Regions from separate parts of the Mus musculus genome. Here region 1 is linked to region 2. The links are chromatin contacts, called in public Hi-C maps. All regions are on one chromosome and are shown on one strand. The core of a region is the stretch at or near the end of the contact, and the rest is flanking DNA. Distances in the headings are between cores, read along the strand shown.

Evidence for each region. Hi-C and Micro-C count contacts between places; a contact is called where the count stands out from the background.
Region 1: a contact with region 2 is called in a Hi-C map of the N1E-115 cell line, with 2.3 times the contacts expected there. The contact joins two enhancer-like sites. A contact is called at or near these places in 1 of 39 promoter capture datasets (3T3-L1-derived adipocytes), 4 of 484 Hi-C or Micro-C datasets (the N1E-115 cell line, cerebellar granule neurons, nephron progenitors and 1 more) and 1 of 9 other capture datasets (embryonic stem cells).

The regions. Positions count from the first base shown.
Region 1 is chr3:103,515,314-103,518,013 of GRCm38.p6, forward strand. The region is part of intron 1 of Gm34049 (a long non-coding RNA gene); the gene reads left to right. Among named protein-coding and RNA genes, the nearest start is that of Gm34049, 15 kb to the left of the region's middle. Within about 2 kb of position 1,273, at least 4 of the 459 cell types and tissues checked have an H3K27ac peak or open chromatin away from gene starts, as enhancers often do. A contact at or near this core is called in the N1E-115 cell line, where this site is marked.
Region 2 is chr3:103,418,557-103,421,256 of GRCm38.p6, forward strand. No RefSeq gene overlaps it. Among named protein-coding and RNA genes, the nearest start is that of Gm25869, 7.5 kb to the right of the region's middle. Within about 2 kb of position 1,350, at least 78 of the 459 cell types and tissues checked have an H3K27ac peak or open chromatin away from gene starts, as enhancers often do. A contact at or near this core is called in the N1E-115 cell line, where this site is marked.

The DNA.
Region 1 (2,700 bases), core at 23-2,522, 97 kb after region 2:
TGCACGGCCAGCGCATTTAAAGCAACATTTCTCCCCAAAACATTTTTTAAAATTCATTTTGCTTGTTGAGAACAAGCGTGTCCATTTTTTTATTATTATTCAGGACATTGGGGACCCCCTGAACAGAAGCTGTAGCCAGAAGGGAAAATGCTCTTGCCAATTTATAGGAAAAAGAAAAACTCCCTTTCAGCCAGCATATTGTGTTAGAAGTGCCTTCATTCCTAGTATGCCCCATTATACATGTGTGCACACTTACCATGGACACTTTCTTTGCACACTTACCATGCACACTTACCATGCACACCTACCATCCCCACCCATCCCCATTCTCTTGCCACACACATTTGTACTACCCCTCAGACACATGTTTAAACACACACCCCAACCCTGTTGAACATAGCACATACAACTATGTGTACAACATAAACACATGTCTTTACTATATTACATATCCTATTACACACCTGTACACTACTACCATTTGTCCCCACATGCATGCCATCTATGCATGCAAACTGTGCATCCACATATGCTCACACACAAGACACAACTGACCTACGCAGCAGGTCAAATCATGTCGCATGGCGTCATTCCCTGCCACCACTATCATCGTCATACCTAAAGCAACACCCCCCCCCCCCTAAATCCCAGCTTTCACGTTTGAGCTTTTAAAACATGTTTATGTGACTTATGCACAGGTCAAAGACCCACGTGTTGGTTGCCCTGACCACACTTCCTGGGCCAGTAGTCACTGAAGTCGCAGTTGGCATCTGTTTCTGTTGCTGGCTGTGAAGAGGAAAGGAGAGGGTGAGAGCTCTTGGACCAGGGATCTGGGATGGATCAGAGGATTAATTAAAAATTAGCGAGTCATTTAAGAGGCAGAAACTGGAGTCCAGAGCAGGCTTTGGGCTGAGAGCATCTCCCTGCTTGCTCGTTAATATGGCACAAGGAACTTGCAATCTGGATGAGAGGGCAGATGGTCAGGGTTAGACATTAAGAACCTGGAAGCATCCACCCATCTCATTCTCCTCCACATTCCTCATTTAAAGATAAAGAGATTTAAAATGTGGAATCTTGGAAGTCGGAAGGACAAGGAAACCTCACCACACGGTTCCAATTAGAAAGCAAATCTAATCACCCCTGACCATCAGCGCATTATCTCTGCTAACATTTTTTGCGACACACTGCTTCCCCATCCCCAGCCCTCCTTCAGATGCTTTCCCCTCTTCCGCCTAGCCAGGGTATTCTCAGAGAGCAAGGGCTATTTTTACTCCCTCATTTGGAAAAACATCATTTAGAAAGCGGATCTGTAGCAAACTGCCCCAGTAAGGTGGCCCAGGCTGAGGCTAAATGACTCCCAGGTGTCTGTGCATGGCATTATCTGTGCCACCTGTCCTTTCTGTTAGTTTAGATGGCAGAGAAGTATCCCCTCTTGACCAGAGGTGTCAATCTTGAGTCTCTCCAACTGAGCAAGTGATGTGAACCACCGGGTCGTTTGCGAATGGCAGTACAGGTTGAAGGTGGCTGTGGTTAATCAGGTGCCATAACACTAGTCTTATAGTCTGAATCCTGGATGCACCCCTGGGCCTCAGACCCCGAGCTCAAAGGTTCTCACTGTAAAACCTGACACCAGGAGTCATTTTCATGGTGTTGGTCAGGAGAACCAATGGGAGAACCCTCTGGCTGGCAAGGCTGAGATGCAAGGTTGCCGCTTTTGTTTCTGGAAATACCTGCAGGCTTAGGCCAACACCACAGAGGGTCTCTCACCCTGATAGTACCTTACAGGAGGGAATGATGAAAGAGAGTTTAGCATCATCATTTCAGAGTTGAACTGTGGTCCAAGATCAGCAGGATGTCCCACAGTTTCACGCTACCTGTTCCCAGCCTCTGTGCCACAGGGTCATCAGAGCGAGTGACAATGTGATAATTGTGTCCTTGCCTCTCCTTAGTTTCACTAATAAAACCCCTTTTATCTGTGTCAACTTGTTCACCCATTTGGAACAAGGACTCTCTTCTAATTGGCAAGTCATCGCCAGAGTAATAATACCTGTTATTACCGCCCCATCTCTCAGGCAATAGTAAGTTATTATTATGTGCTTGGATAAAAATGCCCACACTGTTATTTGGAAGACCAGATTAAACAGAGCAATACAGTCTCAAGCAATAATAATGACATCTTGCTTTTCCACGGTGCATTGATTTTTCAAGTACATAGTATGTCAGCAGGCTATTCCCTGACTTCCTTGGGCCAAGAAATCCTGGCATTGTGCCTTTTGTTCTGTTTGGAACTCGAAGTTTTCAGTTCCCATGGATCTTTAGAAGTCTCTGTGCAGAGACTTCATCTGCAGGGTTTGGTGACAGCTGTGTCAGACCAAGACAGGCCTGGTTGGAATGAAGTGGGGTCTGTTTTTCTGCAAACATGTAGCTCTGACCCCAAAGAGGCAGCTTCTTTATTATGACCATTTATTATTTACAAAGCGCCGCAGGTGTACATGACATTTTATGAGACACAAAGACAAGGTCCCTGCCCCGTGGACTGAAAGGTTTCATCCACCATTTCATCTGTCTGAGCTGAGCTGTGGGGAGGCAAGACAGGCAGGTAGGGCTGAAGCCCCGAGTGCTGTCTGGGGCAGCTGACTGGAAGGAAAGCTTTCTAATGAGGGATTTTAAATGCAGGCAAGCTGAGACAGATGCATTCAA
Region 2 (2,700 bases), core at 100-2,599:
ATGGGTACCAAAGTGTGTGTGTGTGTGTGTGTGTGTGTGTGTGTGTGTGTGTGTGTGTGTGTGTAGGTCAGAGGGCAGTATTTAGAGGCCATTATCTCCTTCCATCACTGTGGGTCATGGAGATGGGACTCCGGGTTATCTGGCTTGGTGGGGGTGCCTTTACTATTTAGTTATGTCTCTGACTCAGGATGAAATTTTTAAAAGTTACTTTTAATACTTTTCGATTTTGCTTACATATCTTGTTTTGTTTTGTTTTGTTTTGTTTTGTTTTGTTTTGTTGATTTTTTGAGACAGGGTTTTTCTGCATAGCCCTGGCTGTCCTGGAACTCACTCTGTAGACCAGGCTTGCCTCTGCCTTCCAAGTGCTGGGACTAAAGGCGTGCGCTACCACACCTGGCTTGCTTACATATCTTACATGTAGCATTTCTAAGACCAATGAAGTCATTGATTTTTATTAAAAATTGGAAGGAAATTGTTGGAAAAAAATTGTCTCTGTAGAGAGCCAACACTCAGAAGTCAGTGGGTTGGAAGTGACCTGGGGAACTACTGAGTGCCACTTTATGATGTGAGGAAGAAGAGGAGACCCAAGCAGTGACTTGCACAGACTCCCTATTCAGTCCCTGGAAAAGGAAAGCCATCAGTTATTAGTAGTCAATGACTGGTCCATCATCTCTTCTCTGGAGTGTGGTAGGAGGACTTACTGAGTTCTATTGTCCTGCTGTTCTCAAAATGTAAAAGACTGAATTGGCCCTACCTTCTCTAGCACCTGGGAGCCCTAACTGTGTTCAAGACAGGAAGGACAGAACAATGGAATCATGAGCCTGGCTTCTGGGCACCTTAGCAAAGTGAGAAAGGTTTCTTCTGACCCTTTACGTTTAAGTTCCTTGCCTGGATGTCTCCCTTCTTCCTGACCTAACCAGAGAAGCCGCGTGTCTGTAACACAAGAGCCCTTTGACAAACAGAAGGATGTTTCCAGAGGAAGGACCCAAGAGTCCTCTTGAAAATGGAGTCTCTAAGGCGGCTGCTGTGCTCTGGAGAGAGAGCGATCAGCTCTGGAGGCTTTAAGTTGCCCTCCAGGTTGCAGATCGCCCCATCTCTTCCTAATCATAGAAAGAATTTCTTGTTGGATTTTTTTCAAGTGATTTTCTGGGAGTCATCAAAATGGCTGGGAGTCCTGCTGTAGTTAGGGAGGTCTGTCACAGGACTTTGTCAGTTGCTAGAACTCTGGAGGAGGAGGTCTCCTGGGTCTGGTCTGCCTGCCTTTGTGTGGTGACTTCTCCCTGACCTCTCTGTGTGTGATCTCTGCCAGACCCGCTAGCGCAGAGCTCCTTTTCAGTAACTCTTCCCTGACATTGTGCTGAGCCCACTGTTTCCCAGCATTCAGTGGCTCTCTGGTGACCTTAATGGGAAGGGAGCCAGCCTCCGGCAAATCTCTTTTTTTGACAATAGAGAAACATGACTGGGAAGCAGGCAATAAATACAGATCCAGGGCAGCAAAGATGGAAACCTGCTGTTTTGTCCAGCTGCATCAAGGCATAGAATCATGCAGGAATCTGTCTTGTCTGATTTGACCTGCTCATGTTCCTGCATGCATTCTTGCTTTCTCAGCTGCCAGCAGAGGGCTGGAGAGGTTTGTCTGTAATCCATCTAGCCCTTCCTGTCTCTTCAACATACCACAGATGACTTCAGGAGTTAACAAGCTGCCATTAAAGTCATGTCTCACTCAGGATATGTTTGAGGGTATGGCAAAGAAACACAACCAGGCAGGGTTTGAACTGTTTAGGAAACAATGTATCCTTTACTGACACTCCAGACTCTTTAATTGACTACATCCTATGTACCAGGTACTGTATTCAGTTCAGGGCAGCAGAGTAAGGGGGTGTGGAGATATTGCATGTAGGGAAGTCTCAGGGGTTCTGAATAGCTACAGTAAGGGATAACATATGGCTCCCATTGTTTTTGGGGGGAGAGTGAGAGAGAGAGAGAGAGAGAGAGAGAGAGAGAGAGAGAGAAGATAAAAATATGTTGGCTCATGCAGTTCGATTCTTAATGAAAAAGATGGAAAAGCAAACAATGTGCTCAAAGCTGGGTGCTGTGAAGACAGAATGTGGGAGCTGAATCAGCGAGGAGAATGGAGGCAGTGGAAGTTGAGGTCAGGTCAAGGAGGATTCTCTGAACAGGGGAAGCTGGGACTCAGGATGAATGGTGGTGAGCCCTCCAACCCCTGCAGTTAACAGTGGATGAAAGCAGACTCCAGACAGGGCCAGCAGGATATGCAAATGCTTGCAGGCACGAGGGAAATTATGAATACATTGTATTGATGGGAGAAGGAGCCAGCACTGTGTGTCTCTGTGTGTGTCCCCGCTAGCGTGCATGTGTAAAGTAGGGTGTCTAGGGAAACAGAAATGAAGTAAGATTGACATTTCTACCCTGGGCTTCAGGGGACACTGTGAATCCAGTAGGACTGGAAACCGCTCCAAGCACTCAGATCTTAGCTGACCCAAAGGAAAGTCTGCCCGCTATTTAAGGCAACACCCCATTTCCAGGACGCAGACCGCTCCCTGGAGAGATGCCCACTCACATCCGAGCTTACAGATCTCGCTGAAAAGCCCTTGCGTGGCTTTCACACAATCAAGATCTCTGTTTATAAAGAAGGAACCATCTTCAGGGCCCACAGACGGCTTCCCCATTTTCCACACC